Regions from separate parts of the Rattus norvegicus genome. Here region 2 is linked to region 1. The links are chromatin contacts, called in public Hi-C maps. All regions are on one chromosome and are shown on one strand. Each heading gives the region's core, a stretch centred on a gene start, on an enhancer-like site or on the middle of the called end of the contact. The rest is flanking DNA. Distances are from core to core; before and after follow the strand shown.

Region 1 (7,545 bases), core at 1,858-4,357:
ACTGGCCGCTATCTGATAAGTTCTTGCTTGTGTCTGATTTTCCGCACTCTCTGTGCTTTATCTGCTTTTGCTTACCACAGTCGGATGTTTGATCATTTTCTTTGCCTTTTCCTCCCCAGGTACTGTTTAAATCACTTACTGAATTTTATTCATTTGTTTGTTTTGTGTCTGTGTGTCTGTGTATCTGTGTGTATGTGTCTGTCTGTCTGTCTGTCTGTCTGTCTGTCTGTCTGTCTGCCTGAGTTTGCGTAGGTGGGTGGGTGCTGGCACCTGTGCCACAGCACCGGAGCACATTTGTAGAGGCCAGAGGACAGGTCTGGGGAGTCGGTTCTCTCTTTCCAAGCATGTGGGTCCTGGGGAACAAGTCAGGTCACCAGACTTGTCGACACCGAGCCATCTTGCTGGCCCCGTCACACTTATCACACACACTTATTAATTACACACATTCTCCAATGGAAACAAGGCTCGTTGCCAGCAAGAGACAGTGTCCTTAGTTACTGCCATAGCACAAAAACTTACCATAGTCTCCCAAGATGTGACCACAAGAGACAATTTTATTCATTTCCCCTCAGATGTCCCAACTCCTTATACCTTCAAAACGTTAAGCATTTTCAAAAACTGTAAAAATTAAAGCCGTACCAAAAGATTTTGAAGAGGATGAGGACAATTTCATTTGTATTTAATATAGAGCCAAAAATCATAAATCTTTGTTTAAACATATTTGGGCATGACCTACTTACCTGAACATAAGGTAGGGAAATGTCGAGATGTGCTAATTGTTCCCAAAGAAGCAGATATGGAGAGCATCATCGTTCCTTTGAGCTTGTAGGAATGTGTCCCCGCAGTGCGAGGGGCTTCAAGCCTTTTCCATGCCAGCCTTAGAATCATCACAGAGCTGGTAAGGCAGCATGGGTTAGGCCAGGATGTACTTGTGATCTTGTTCCTGCTCTCTTCCAACCATCAGCCCTGCTTTTGAAGCCTGTACTTTCTGCATAGGCTCCGGCCCTATGAGGCTGCACCTCTCTACTCTGGGATATGCCAGAGAGCACCGGCTGTCATTCTCCAAGGCTAATGAAAACTTGCTACATCTGTTTTCAAGCTAACTACAGTATGTTTTCTCTGACCCTTCTCTGCTGGGCCTCTGCTGTCACTTGCTGGATTTACTAAAGACGCTAAGACTCATGTATCACCTCAGAACAAGACAAACCATAACACCAGGAACAGAACCAAGGGAAGAAGGACCCTAAGAAGACCTACAGGAACTGACCGCTTCAGTCCCCTGTGCTTCTACGTCTACTAAGCCACCAGACCCTAGGATTTTCCAGGACGGTGGTTTCACAGGGCAAAAAATGGCTTTGGCTCCCTCCAGAGCCTGCTGTCAACTAAGCTAAAGAAACATAAATAGAGACATATTCTCACAGAGGAAGCCTATGTCCTCAGAACTGAAAATGGCCTCTATCAAGGTTACCACACGACACACTGTTATGGCACGTGGCTTCACAAATGTTCACAAATTTTATTTAATTCACAAAATAGGACTAATTAGAATTTGAGCTCCCTCCCTCTGGTCAAACAAAGCTGTATCCATCCTTGGGCCTGAGCAACAGAGGATGATGTGGACCAAGAAATAGGTCCAAGAATCGATCTTGAAACAGACATTCAGATGGTGATAGATCTTGAAACAGACATTCAGATGGTGATAGATCTTGAAACAGACATTCAGATGGTGATAGATCTTGAAACAGTCATTCAGATGGTGATAGATCTTGAAACAGTCATTCAGATGGTGATAGATCTTGAAACAGTCATTCAGATGGTGATAGATCTTGAAACAGACATTCAGATGGTGAGTTATTAATCTGAAGTATTTAGTGTGCTTCCCGCCAGACCGCAGACCCAGGAGTCTGTAGCCTTTGTTCCTTTCTCCCACATACCCTCTCCAGAGTGGGCCCTTGCAAGCAGTTAGAGATCACATTCTCAGGACACCCAGAGCATCTCTCAAAGAGGTAGTGAAAAGACATCTTGTGTGGGGAATGAGTCATCTTGGTAGCTGTGGGGAGGATGGGTGCACCTTGGTAGTGATCTGCAACTGGGGAGGCACCAGTGTGCCTCGCCAGCTGTCTTTTATTAGGGGGTTCTGATGGCCCTTGGGCCAGGGACCACATGATCCTCTAATCTGAGATCAACTCACTCCACTCATCCAGCCCTTTCCAGTTTTAAGCAGACCCCAGCTCCCCCCCACTTAGTCCTCTCTTCCTTCAGTGCCTCTGGGCAGAAGTGATTCTTTGACTACTCACTAAGTTTTGTGCTAAGGATTTCAGGACTTCTACTCAAAGGTTTAAGGAAATGTGAAACCAGTTGGCCCAACTTTCCTTAAGGACTCAAATGTAAAAAGACCCAACAGAACGCTTCCTCCTTCCCCACTCCCAACTCCCTGTCACTGAAAGACCTTAACTTTTTTTTTTTTTTTTTTTTTTTTGGTTCTTTTTTTCGGAGCTGGGGACCGAACCCAGGGCCTTGCGCTTCCTAGGTAAGCGCTCTACCACTGAGCTAAATCCCCAGCCCCGAAGCGCTCTACCACTGAGCTAAATCCCCAGCCCCGAAAGACCTTAACTTTAAGAATATATGAATTCTCTGACTTGGGTTTCCCCCGACCCCCAGAAGAGCTCCTAATGGATCTCATGGTAAATGGTGTGTGTGTGTGTGTGTGTGTGTGTGTGTGTGTGTGCTGTGTCTATCTGTCTGTGGTGTGTGTGTGAGGGGTGTATGATATGTGTGTGTCTGTATAGTGTGTGTATGTATGCCTGCGTGTGTGTGTATGTGTGTGTGTGTTTGTCTGTCTGTCTGTGGTGTGTGTGTGTGAGATATGTGTGTATATGTGGTGTGTGTGTGTGTGTGTGTGTGTGTGTATGCGTGTGTGTGGTGTGTAGAAGTGAAAATGTATCCAGTTCCAATCGCCCGGTCCTAGATGCCCTGACCGTTTTGCGGGCTGGGGAGTGACTGCAGCCCGCGTGTCCCCACCCCCGCGCCCCGCGTCCCGCGTCCGCCCGCGCAGCGTGACTGGCGGCCGCCGCAGCAAGCTCTGGAGGCGCGGGCCGAGCGCGCAGAGCCGGGAGGCGGCGGCTGGTGGCGTCGGCCTCGTGGTCCTCCTCCGCGCCCCTCCCCTGGCGCTCGCGCTGCCTGCGCCCGGGAAGCCGCCGCTGCTCGCTGCTGGCTGGCACGGGGACCGGCGCGGACGCGGGGGCGACTGGAGCGCGGACGGCACAGCTGCCCGGGAGTCGCCGAGGGGACCCTGGCCTGAGCGCATCCAAGTGAGGGCTGCGCCCGTCAACCCCAACCTCGGGAGCCTCCCCTTCTGCTTCCCACTGCACGCGCACAGCCATGAACACCAACGAAGCCAAGGAGTACCTGGCCCGGAGGGACATTCCTCAGCTTTTCGAGGTAAGAGGTTGGTTGGGGTGGCCGATAGATCCCCAGTGACCGTCCCCAGGGCTCAGAGGGCCAGCGCTCGGCCGCACCTTCCAGTGCGGAGTACCTAATGAAGGCACTCACAGAAGCTCGCTGTACCCTCGCCCCTGTCAAGTAGCCTTTCGCGCGGGTCGCTAGGGTCCCTTTCAAATGCAGGCTTCGAAATCTGTATCTTGGGATCAAGTTTCCCTCTTCAAGCTGGGTTCTGGGTGCAGGCTGCCCCCAGAGCATCTCCCCGAGATGGGCTCCCAGAGTGGACAGCAGACCGTGGCCTGGCCGCACTCTCTGGGGCTGAGGGTCAAGCCAGGTGAGAGCACTGTCGCCCACACGGACCCAGGACAAGAAACTGAAGGTTCCAGAGATCTAAACATTCCAGGCGCCAAGCGTTGGGACCCCCTGCAGGGGAGGGAAAAGCATGGACGAAGCGACTCTCCCGGGGGATGGCTGAGGAGAGGGATGAAGATGGAGAGGGAGCGAGAAAACCACACAGGCATATACACACACACACAGCGCAGCCGATCAAGTGCAGCTATCTCCTGGGTCGATGAAGCTCTGCTCCGCCAGTCAATGAACTCCTGAGCGCATTTGCTGGTTGCTTGAAAGGCTCTTCAGGCTTTCCTCCGGGCCGCAGCCTCCAGCCCCAACCCTCCCTCCCGCCTACCTACACAGACTGGGTTTGACTGGGAGAGGCCAGACAGGCGTGACTCCTGTTGCTGGCCTCTGCTGGGCGTAGCAGCAGCATCCGCACCGGGGACCCGGGATGCGGTAACTCTCAAAGAACGTGAGAAAGGAGGCTTGGGGAATGAGCTAAAGGCACCTTGCTCAAGCCACAGCCGGCTTCCCAGAGAGAAGTCCTGCTTCCTATTATTCTCTCCACATTCCATCTAAAAACACCCTAAATCCGAAGTGCTTTCGCTTAGGTTATAAAACAAAATAAAATTCAAAAAAGAACGATACCAATCCAAGCTTCATAGGATGAGTCCTGGAAAACCTGGCCTCCCGTTCTAAAGGAAGTGGTAGAATAATATAATAATATAATAAACTAAAGGCCACGCAGTGTTCTTTCTCCCGTTTAGGGGATCTGTTCTCTTAAAAGGAAAGTGCAGCCGTTAAGAGAATAATTTTTGCAATACCCCCCAACTATGTTTACTGAACACAGAATGCCATAATTACAGTGCTTCGAGAGGTTTTTTTTGTTTGTTTTTTGCTGGGTTTTTTGTAAATGTGGACATGAATAGCTGATTTTTTTTTAAAAAAATTATAAGTGTTAAGAGTGAACCCGATTTTATTTCTACGCTTCTAAAAGAATGATAGATAATCCCTGGCAGAGACGCCTGACTGCAAACTGTGGGAACTGTTTCTCTCCCTTGGTGCCAGGTGACAGCCAGGGTGGCCTTTCACAGAACTCGGTAAGGTGTGTGCTAATGAGCTGTGGTAGGTAGGTAGCTGCTTAGGCTTCAAGCTTTTCATTGGCGTTTCTGCATATGAATGGGATGTCTCCAAATAGTTCGCACTCTCAAAAGTGTGTCAGCTTGCTTACCTGAGAGGCACTAATGCAGTATACTGGAGAAACTGGGTTCAGGACAGCCAAGAGCCAGACAGGACCAGGAGACTTCTAGGTTCCATTCAAACGGTGAGACCCACTGTGTGTTGCTCAGAGGGAAGCAGGACCTGATTGTCCATGTAACGAGTACAGACTTCAAAAATCAAACACCTCAGGTTTCTAAAATGGGTTTCCTGTGCCAGAATTCACACCGTTCTGAGTATATAAAGTTTAACCAGGTGCCTGCCAAAGCCCCAGACAGTTACATAGCACATACCATTACTACATGACAGATAGCAGCACATGTCATTACAGATCATGGGAACAGACGACTGATTCTGTGTATCACCGAAACCTACGGAAGTAAAGGAACTTCTCAGATTTCTCTGGGTGATATAAAATATCTGCTAGGTTTGTGGTTGAAAAGTACTCCATCTTTAGAAATAAATTAAAAAACGAAACACTTCCAGCTGGTTCTGTTGTGTTCCTAATTCGTGGCAGCTTTGTAACATGACAAATTGTAATATGTAATTGGTCTCAGACCTTAGAGCCAAGAGTTGCAATTAGTTGAATGCTATCAAAAGTCTAATTAGATTATTTACATTTTCAGAGGACTAACTCAGAGACGAAGAAATAGCATCTACCACTTAGATTCAGTCCTGGGATGCTGCTGGCTTTTAGGGAAAAGGACTTGAATTATCAATGAAAGAGTGAGGCTCACTGCTCCCTTTAAAAATCAGTGCCCTTTGGGGAACTAGTTTTGTTTGGAGAAACTCGAAATGTCTGTCTCCCACTCGGAAAACTTTTACTGCATATACCCACCCACCTTAACCTTTAGGAAAAGACATAATTAACAGACCTGGATTTTAAGTATTAATGTCGTGCTTGGATTATATACGAGGTTCAGAGAATCTGGTATTTTCTTTCACTCCATTCCATGTTTTCATAAAGTGTACAAGAAAGATTATGTGAGAAGCTGGCTTGGAGTCCTGACCCTGAGGCCATCTGGGTAATTACGCTTGAGAAACCCACTGATATCCGGGAAACAAGATTTGCTGACCCAAAAGTAGAGGTAGTGAAGCCCACAGGGTTGAGAGTATATGTGAGTGCACACACAAGAGTTCACGTGAGAGACAAGTCCTCACGTGTTGATGCAGTTGGTTCTGGCCCACAGAGTAACAGGAGTGTGGACGCTAACCTGCCTCACAGAATTGGATGACACTTCCTCTGCCCCTCAGCAGATGATCTCATCTGATGAAGCCAAACCCACCCCATTCAGGATTTTAGAAAGCAAAGGCACCAAAGGCCTGGGGGTGGTGGTGGTGGTGGAAAATACTGGTTTAAAAATTAAAAGCTATGTTAGGGTTTGTTAACATTCTGAAGGGTGAGTGCTTTATACATTAGTAATGTGCAGGTGGGAATAATAATGTATGCTTTTTCCACGAAACACTCTAAAGGAAAATATTTTGCACTTCGGACCAGTTTCCAGGAGTCGACGTTTGCAAAGGTGTAGAATCTGTGGGAACTGGCATGTGCTTGTCTCCATTAGTTACACACACCAGGCACCTGAGGGGTCCCTGCTAATACAGTGGCTGGCAGGAACACGGTCAGAGGGAGCTAAGACAGGGAAACTCAGGTTCAGCGCGACTTAGCCAGTGCTGATTCAAACTTCTGGAGCCCGATGCCAAGTGGTTTGTTTTTTACACATTTAACACAATAAAACTTGGAGAAAAGTTTCCCCATGACAGTTATCACAACAAAGCTTCAGGCATGGCTACCCCTGAACTCCTTTGCAAAGTACACCTCCTTAGCAAAGCACCTGTGACGTTTACATACAGAATGCATCCTATTGGCTGAGAAGCAGTGCTCAAAAGGACCCAGGGAGGAGGGGTTTATAATAAGGACGTATTCTATTGACTGAGAAACGCTGCTCAGGATTCCAGGGGATTCTGGTGAAGGCTAGCACCAAAGACTAGCAAAACATCACCAGATTAACAAGCAGTGTCCGCTCCAACCTTCCGGGTGAGCAGCTATCGGTTCTTCCACCAAAGAACGAAGCCTGTGTGGTTGACAGTCCTGGTTCCTCTAAGTGCTTATTATCTGTGAGCACGTGGACCTCTTGCTTTACAAGGTATCATGAATTAAAGACAAGTCAGACCATATTCTTCCCTCTATAATCTTATAAATACTGTAGAGATTTATTGCATACCAATTAGCATTTTAAAATCTGACATCAAAATTTTATATTTGTTTTTACTATTTTTAATTGTGTGGGGGGGGCATGTGTGCACATGTGTCATCTTGCATGTTTGGGTTTGTACGGCGCCTGTGGAGGTCAAAGGTGTCAGGTGCCCTGGAGCTAGAATATGCAGTTGTAAGCCGCCTGATGTGGGTGCTGGGAACCAAACTTGGGTCCCCTACAAGAGCAACAGAGATACCTTAACCACTGAGCCACCTTTCCAGCCCCTGACTTCAATTTTAAGTCTCACTTAAACATGAGTTTGGAACCATCTTGTAGTCCTAATCAAAACTCC
Region 2 (7,545 bases), core at 3,760-6,259, 80 kb before region 1:
CACTGCCACACTCAGATATTGCTCATATTAAAAGAAATCCTAACATGTGTGTGTACATACTCACGACATTTTTTTCTAAATTATTTCTAAAATCTGCAGTGGGGAGAAATGGCCTCAGTTAGTAAAGGGACAATTTGTAGGATAAGCAGCCAAAGTCTACTTCCGAGGCCAAGGTGCTGCTGAGACACCAACACCAATGTAAACTACCCAAGGGGCAGAGGCCACATTCACAGAGCGCTGCAAGCCGTGCTCCGTGGACATGTTGGTCTATCCATGTACACAGCAAACTGTGGACGCAGCAAACAGGGCATCCAATTACACTGGTGAGAGTTTAGTCATAAAGTCCTTGACAGGACAGACTGAAATGGTTACTCAACTGTATATATTTGTCAGAATTCTGAAATGTACATTAAAAGGCATTCTATTTAAGCCAATTATCCTTTGTTTAAAGATATTTTTATTCTTTGAAGGTTTCATACAATGTATCTTTTTGTTGTGTTGTTTTGTTTGTTTTTTCGAGACAAGGTTTCTCTGTGGAGCTCTGGCTGTCCTGGAACCGACTCTGTAGACCAAGTTGGCCTTAAACTTAGAAATCCACCTGCCTCTACCTCCTAAATATTGGGATAAATGGAACATGCCACACTGTTCGACTACAATGTCCCTTTTTAATGAAAACATAAAGCTCTGATCAACATACTAGTTGTGTGGAGGAATTAACCGAGTCAAGGAGCAATCTGTACTCTTCTGCTCACCGGGGCTTGCCTAAGTTCCAGAAAACACCTAAGAGTTCTGTTTCCTACAGCTGCTTCAGTTGGTGTTACATACCAACAGTTTCATTCTACATGATTAAGATACTAAGTGTTAAGTTACTGCACAAAAATATAAAACAGCCCATCTGAACCAATATACTGCATTGTTTCCATTGCGTGAGAATGTTTTTTAAAATGTAACTAGTATTTTTAGTAAGACTATATTAATACGGCTGGCCTAAGATCTGAAACAATAAATAACAGGTAACCAAAAATTACCTTCACAAAATGTGTTCTGTGGTATGTATTTTTGGTGGATAACTTTTCTCTATATAAACTGTCATTCATATCTGCATGTGAACAGCACCTGCACACACGAGACAACACCTGTTCATACATGTGAACAGCACCTGCACACATGAGATAACACCTGTTCATACATGTAAAAGCTCCTAGATCAGATAGAAATGAACTTCTCATGATGACTGATTAAAGGAATGAGCAATGCTTCTGAGAGCGATCTCGCCATGTTGCACAGGACATCTAATTCTTGAGTGCAGTCTTCCTAGATGAACCTTCAAATAGTCAGAGGGACACCAGGGCATAACACTACCTACTCACACTCTGTTTATACCAGTCATCATAGTATCACCAAGTGAATGGCAATTTCCTAAATAAAATGTATTTGCAAACACTAGAGGGCGCTCTAAGACAACAGGCCTTGGTGTGCAGCTGTAAAACTTAATTTTATTGATGAAGCTGAAAAATGCATGCCGAAAGGGACCGGATATAGATCTCTCCCCGGGAAAGGGAATAACATTTGAAATGTAAGTAAAGAAATACATCTAATTTAAAAGAACACTTAAAAAATTAAAAATAAATAAATCTAAAAAAAAAACCTAAAAAAAAAAAAAACAAAACTTAATTTTATTCCCAAATATAAACTGAGACAATTGTCAGCACTAAGAATTTTGCTTCCAGACAAATACATTTAAAAGACTAAAGAGTCAGAAATGCATTCTTCCAGAGTATACAGCAGACTACTCCCATGTCACTGCAGTCCTCCTCGGCCTCCCTATAATGCAGTTCAGTGTCTAGACAGGAGATAAGAACGAAAACCTAACAATGCCCTTGTCTCTAAGACACATTACATCAGTGTTCAGGCAGCTAAAGGGGAGTTAGGCTTGAGGTCAAGGGAAATTATAAAACTCATCTGTTAGGAGATGAATGGCTAAACGTACTGAATTACAGTTTGGTTTATTAAAGTACTAAAGTATAGTTTGGCAATTTTTCATAGGTAATTTTAAAGCTATTGTGGTTTTTCTCATTTTTTCTTTTCTATTATTTTTTGCATATTACTTTACATCCTGCTCATTGCCCCCATCCCGGTCACCCTCTCCCGCAATCCTCCCTGCCTGCTTCCCCTTCTCTGAGTGGGTGGGGGCCTCCCTGGGTAACCCCTACCCTGGCACATCAAGTCTCCGTGAGGCAGACAAGGCAGCCCAGCTAGAGGAACATATCCCACAGACAGGCGACAGCTTGGGAAACAAAGCTATTGTGTAAAAGGAGAAGACATTGTTATTTCTAGCGCTCCTATCGGCTGCCTTCACAGTTTCACAGGCCAACAGCCATAAGAAATTGGAAAAGAAAAGATAAAATAAAGTAAGGCTTTGAATTCTAAAACAAGAAATGAGATCCTCCCTAGCTCTTCACAGGAAAGATTTTTCCTAGAATTTAATTTATTTCTGTTAATTGAGGACTGCGACTATAGACACTTGAAATAGTGCACGCTGCCACTGGTGATCCAGCGAGGAGCTGGAGTTTGAGCAGCCCACACTTCAGGCAGTGCTGAGGTAAAGATGCACTGCTACAGTGCCCACAGAAGTCCTGTCATCTAAACCGTGCTCTCACCTCACCAGGCATTTCCCTTTCAAAAGTAATTACTGAAAAAAAACCTGAGCATTATAAATATCTCAAACCCCCAACTGCAGCCAATTCCCCTCAGTCTCTCTCACACATACACATGGACACCACTGCCCTACACAGCGACCTCTGGCTTGTGCCCTTTCCCCCCATCACTAACCAATTACTAAAAGTCTCAACGGCAAAATAGGGTTGAATGGCAGACTGTTGTGGAGAGCTCAAGATGGCGAAGAAACAAAACTAGTTACAAACGCCACCCTCTGCCCTTAGATCTGTCTCTAAAACTTCTACCCAAATAGAAACTACCTGCTGTCCACGACTTGTGAATCCCACTGCAAACTGATCGTCTCTGTCGTGATTTCCACCTTCCGCACGCTTCCGAAGAAATCGGTTATCAGGACCTTTTTAGGATCTCGCTGGAAAAGGTCAGTACGATGTCCAGGGGTAGACACACAGAGGCTTTTGGGACACACTTGAAACTGAAAATAATAACAAAACAGTAGGGACCATGACAAACACATACACAAGCACCTTTAAATCCAGTAAGTCTGCCAACCTATAGATACACACGGCTTCTAAAGACTAGCATCTTGTTCCTCTGTAGTACCTGACATTCTAATAAAGCCACAGCTATGAGAGGATGCTATAAGAAACCTGGCCAGAACCCCGTCAGAAGGGTTAACTCTGACATGACAGGCAGTAAGCAAAATGTGGTCCAATATGCAGAAAGGCCCAGAGACTCCAGGGACGTCAAGTATGGCCGCCTACAGCATACCCCTTGCTGTTTCCGTGAAGCTATGTCCCACGTTCTATGCCAACTAACTTACTTTAACCACTTTAATTAACCACAGTGGAAATGAGCCAAAGTTACCTCCAAGACACCCAGATGAAAACCATGACTTCTGCACTCACAGATGTCAGAATAAAATCTGTGTTAATTTTCCCGTGACATTCAACAGTGAATTACCAAGGACAGAACATCCTCACTCACTGTGAAAAGCGGGAGTGTTTACTAACGTTGACACAGTACCTCCCTGAAGAGGGCCTGAGGTGTAGACTCTAAACAGGCAACAGCTGTCACCAATGGCATGGTGCATGTTCAGGTGACCAGCTCTTCTAACTTTGCTCTATAGACCCCAGCACAGTCCTATGACTACAGTCCCTTTCAGCAAGCTTTACTCTGCATCTCTAGCCAATAGAAGACAATATGACTCAGAGGCATAGCAAACCGCTTTACCTATAAATACTTATTGATCATTTATAGATCAGTGTTTTTGTTCCTTTTTGGGGTTAGGGGGTGTCCCTTAAACAGGATCTCTCTACATGGCCCTGGCTGTCCCAGATCTACTCTGTAAACCAAGCTGATGTCAAACTCACGGAGATCTGCCTGCCTCCGTCTCATTAGTCCTGGGATTAAGGGTGTGTGCCACCACGCCCAGCACTTACAGATTATTCTTATTGAAAGACACTAAAATAATCATCAATGCATTTTCCAATGCAAGCAAGAAACCAAGGTAAGATATTAGTAAGCTATGTGGATGGATGGGTGGATGGGTTATATGATAGATACATGACAGATGATTGATAGATTTTATGTATATAATACTATAATCAATTAAAATAATTACTTCTCATAGAATTTCAATGTTTTAAATTCATTAGACATCAACAATACATATTTTAAACTTTTGAGGTGGCATGCCATGCACTGCAAACACTGAGAATCGACTTATAAAACAAGGCATTATAAACCAGGGGATGCTGCGTTCTACTTAGGCTCAGAGTAAATGTGTGTCTCATTCCTCCATGAGACAAACGGCCACGGGAGCTGCTGTGCTCAGGGTGAGTATCCTTTTCATCCCTCTCCAGTTCTGTAATAGCAGAGGGTCTGAGGGAAAAGCATGTTTTCATAAGGGAGAAAAATAAGATGGTGCCTTTTTCTATTTAGAAATGAAATTAGCATTATTAAAAATTTGTTTTAATATTCAAGTCCCTATCAGGAGTTAACAGGCATCAAAATACATAATCTTCAAATTGGTGCTAGCAAGCACTCCTACTGTAGTTGGCAGCCAACAGCAGGAGCTCTCGGAATTTGGCAGGACTCTTTCAATACTGAAAACCCACTCAAAATGGTTCTGCTCAATTGGATCCTAGTGCAGAGCTGCTGAGGTGAGGGGAAGGCAGAGCCATATGCCTGGTCACTGGGTTCCTAACACCCAGGAAGGAACACACAGTGTCTGCCCCATGCGTCAGGCACAGTCAGCCACAGTGCGAGCAGCACACGGGCACTGAGAGGGTTGAGCAAGAGGACCCGACCAGTGCGTGAGGGTGAATGACCCAGTGCAAGCAGCCGCAAAGAGCGACGTTATCACATAACCACCGGCTGCAGCTTCTCGCTGTGCCAACTCAACAACAATCCCAAGCTTCTGTGAAGGGAATGGCACAATCGACAGGAGAGATGGGATATTTTAATCCAATCCAAGTTATACCAGAAAATTATAGGCCACAAAAATCTATGTAAGGTAAAGACTCGCTTCCAAGAGCTTCACATTAAATGACCAAGACTTCACTCAATGCCTTCGATCAGTCTGTGGTAAATGTTAAAAAGGAGAAATTAAGTTCTACGGAAGCTCTGAAAAGGTAAAACACATCTTAAGAAAAGCTCAGGCGGCTTTCCTGGCAGAGTATCACCTGACTTAACGCACTCAGGATGTGCGGAACTTCAAAAGGTAAAGCAATCATTTTAAACAAACACCTTGTAGGCGAGAGAAAAAAATACGAAATGACAGTCAAGTGCCTCAGGAACAGAAGTTGCCCGGGCTGAAGTTTGTGCCCCTGCATGCTAAAGGACACACTGGGAAACAAGATGGCCCAGCAGGTACAGGCACATGCCACCAAACCTGACAACCTGAGTTCCACCCCCAAAATCCACATGGCAGAAGGACAGAACCACTGACTCCTGCAAGTTGTCCTCTGGCCTCACATACACACATGCACACCACACAAGCATGATTTTGATAAATTAAAAGCAGTTTAAAAGGCCACATCATGATGCTAAGACAGCACCCATGGGGTCCTGGAAAGAACAGACCTCACGCACCCCATTACAGTCAGCATGCCCACGTGTTGTAATCAAATCAACAGATACTTACAAGGTCATTCATGTTAGTTTGGCTAGCTGGATTAATCTCTTCCAAAAATTCCAAGACATAGAATGTGTACCTGTCCATAAGGTGGACGCCAATTGCGGGGTCGGGCTGGTGCTGTGAGTGTGAAGCAGAGTCAGCGTCAGTAAGATCACCTTAAGGAATGGTTCAGTACACAGTGTCCTGCTTTCAACGTCTAAGACTAGCACGCATGTCCATAAAACCTATCACGTGGTTTGAGAACCAGGGGAGAATACGTACCGACAGGGAATCCTCGCCCACTTGGCTACTCGCCAAGGCCATGATGTTAGGAGAGTAAAACCGCTCATACATGGACGCGCCCTGGCAAGTGTCGATAATGAACAGCAGCTCGTTGTAGCTGAAAGAGAAGTGCCCAAGGCTGTGAGGTGGATCGTGCTGTAACGACGCTAACATTTCTCCAATAATTCAAAAAGCTAAGTCTGAGCCGTCTCATTAGCTAAAAGTTGAAAGAAAAATCCTACACATGACAACATTCAAACAAGGAGCAGCGGCCTCCTCCCAGAGCAGGGGTCCCTCCCGAGCAGCGGCCTCCTCCCAGGGCAGGGGTCCCCTCCCGAGCAGCGGCTGTCATTTGTTTTCCTTCTTCTCTTTGCCACGTGTCTCAGAACTCTGACAGACAGCTAAGAACCGCCTGGCACACAGGTTTTCTTGGACATGTCACACATACATGCAGAGATGTAACTCATGAACACGGATGCGTGTATACATCCGGCTGGTACGCACATCTCATACATAAGCTATGTACAACTGGAAGGAAAGAACACAGAATCACAGGAGTGAGGCGAGCACAGCTGACGCACTGGGACACACTGGACGGACACGGTATCCAAGCCACTGCTGCCGTCAGGACAACTTGCAGTGTCTGCTTTGACCAACAGTCCCACAGCCCATCAGAGGGAAAGCACAGTGGCTGAGTAGCTTCATCCGTGGTGGCAGGAGCTTGTGACATACTCACACCTCTGTGGTTCAGAACCTGAAAGCTCTGGCGAGATCAAAATCCTGCCGTGACACTCACAGTCCACCCGAGTGCTCTTTCTGTTAGCTCGGCCACAGTCCCCAGGGCTCCCCAGCCTCTCATACAGCTGGGAACCACGTGTTGTAAAATGAGCCTTAGGAAGACCTTCCACCCCAACCCTCCTAGGCTCATGGCTCTGGCTTCCTGTCTCCCTTCTTCACCCTCCCAAGCCAGCCACGAGCTGCAGCCACTAACAAGAGAATCACTCGGGTCACTGGGTCTTCCTTACAACAGTGGGCTGTCCCTTCCAGAACTGCAGTCCCCCGAAGATGCTCGCACCAAAGAAGCTCACTGAGAGGCCTGGTCACTGCTGTGCTGTGCTGCTCTGACTGTGGCAGTGACCTAGAATCTGGAGGTGTTGGCTAGAGAAGGCCCACGGTGCTACAGGCAGACCTTAGTGAGCAACAGGCCGACAGGAGCGTGGGCAGGAAAGCCTGGGTTCATCAGGTCACAGACGACACCAGGAACAGGACTTGAGATGTTCCTTCTGTATTCTGGCAAAGAATCTGGCTACACTTTGCCTATGCTCTGAAGCTCTAAGTGAGACTGAATTCAACCATGATGAACTAATTCAGTGGCGCACAGCCCTACCTTCAGCTGCTCAGGAAGCTGTCGCAGGGATGTCCTGGGTTTAAGGGCAGCCTGCGCTGCACAGTGAGTCTCCCACCAG

Evidence for each region. A called contact is a pair of places that touch in the nucleus more often than the background predicts.
Region 2: a contact with region 1 is called in a Hi-C map of frontal cortex, with 1.7 times the contacts expected there. The contact joins the enhancer-like site here to the promoter of Ak5 in region 1. A contact is called at or near these places in 2 of 12 Hi-C or Micro-C datasets (frontal cortex and prefrontal cortex).

What each region holds. Positions count from the first base shown.
Region 1 is chr2:244,236,928-244,244,472 of GRCr8, reverse strand. It overlaps Ak5 (adenylate kinase 5), which reads left to right and starts at 3,107. Exons shown (of 14, transcript NM_001108951.1): 1 at 3,107-3,441. The coding sequence starts at 3,382.
Region 2 is chr2:244,319,180-244,326,724 of GRCr8, reverse strand. Pigk (phosphatidylinositol glycan anchor biosynthesis, class K) reads right to left here. Exons shown (of 11, transcript NM_001011953.1): 7 at 6,080-6,197; 8 at 5,825-5,935; 9 at 2,979-3,151. Among named protein-coding and RNA genes, the nearest start is that of Pigk, 33 kb to the right of the region's middle. Within about 2 kb of position 5,009, at least 9 of the 93 cell types and tissues checked have an H3K27ac peak or open chromatin away from gene starts, as enhancers often do.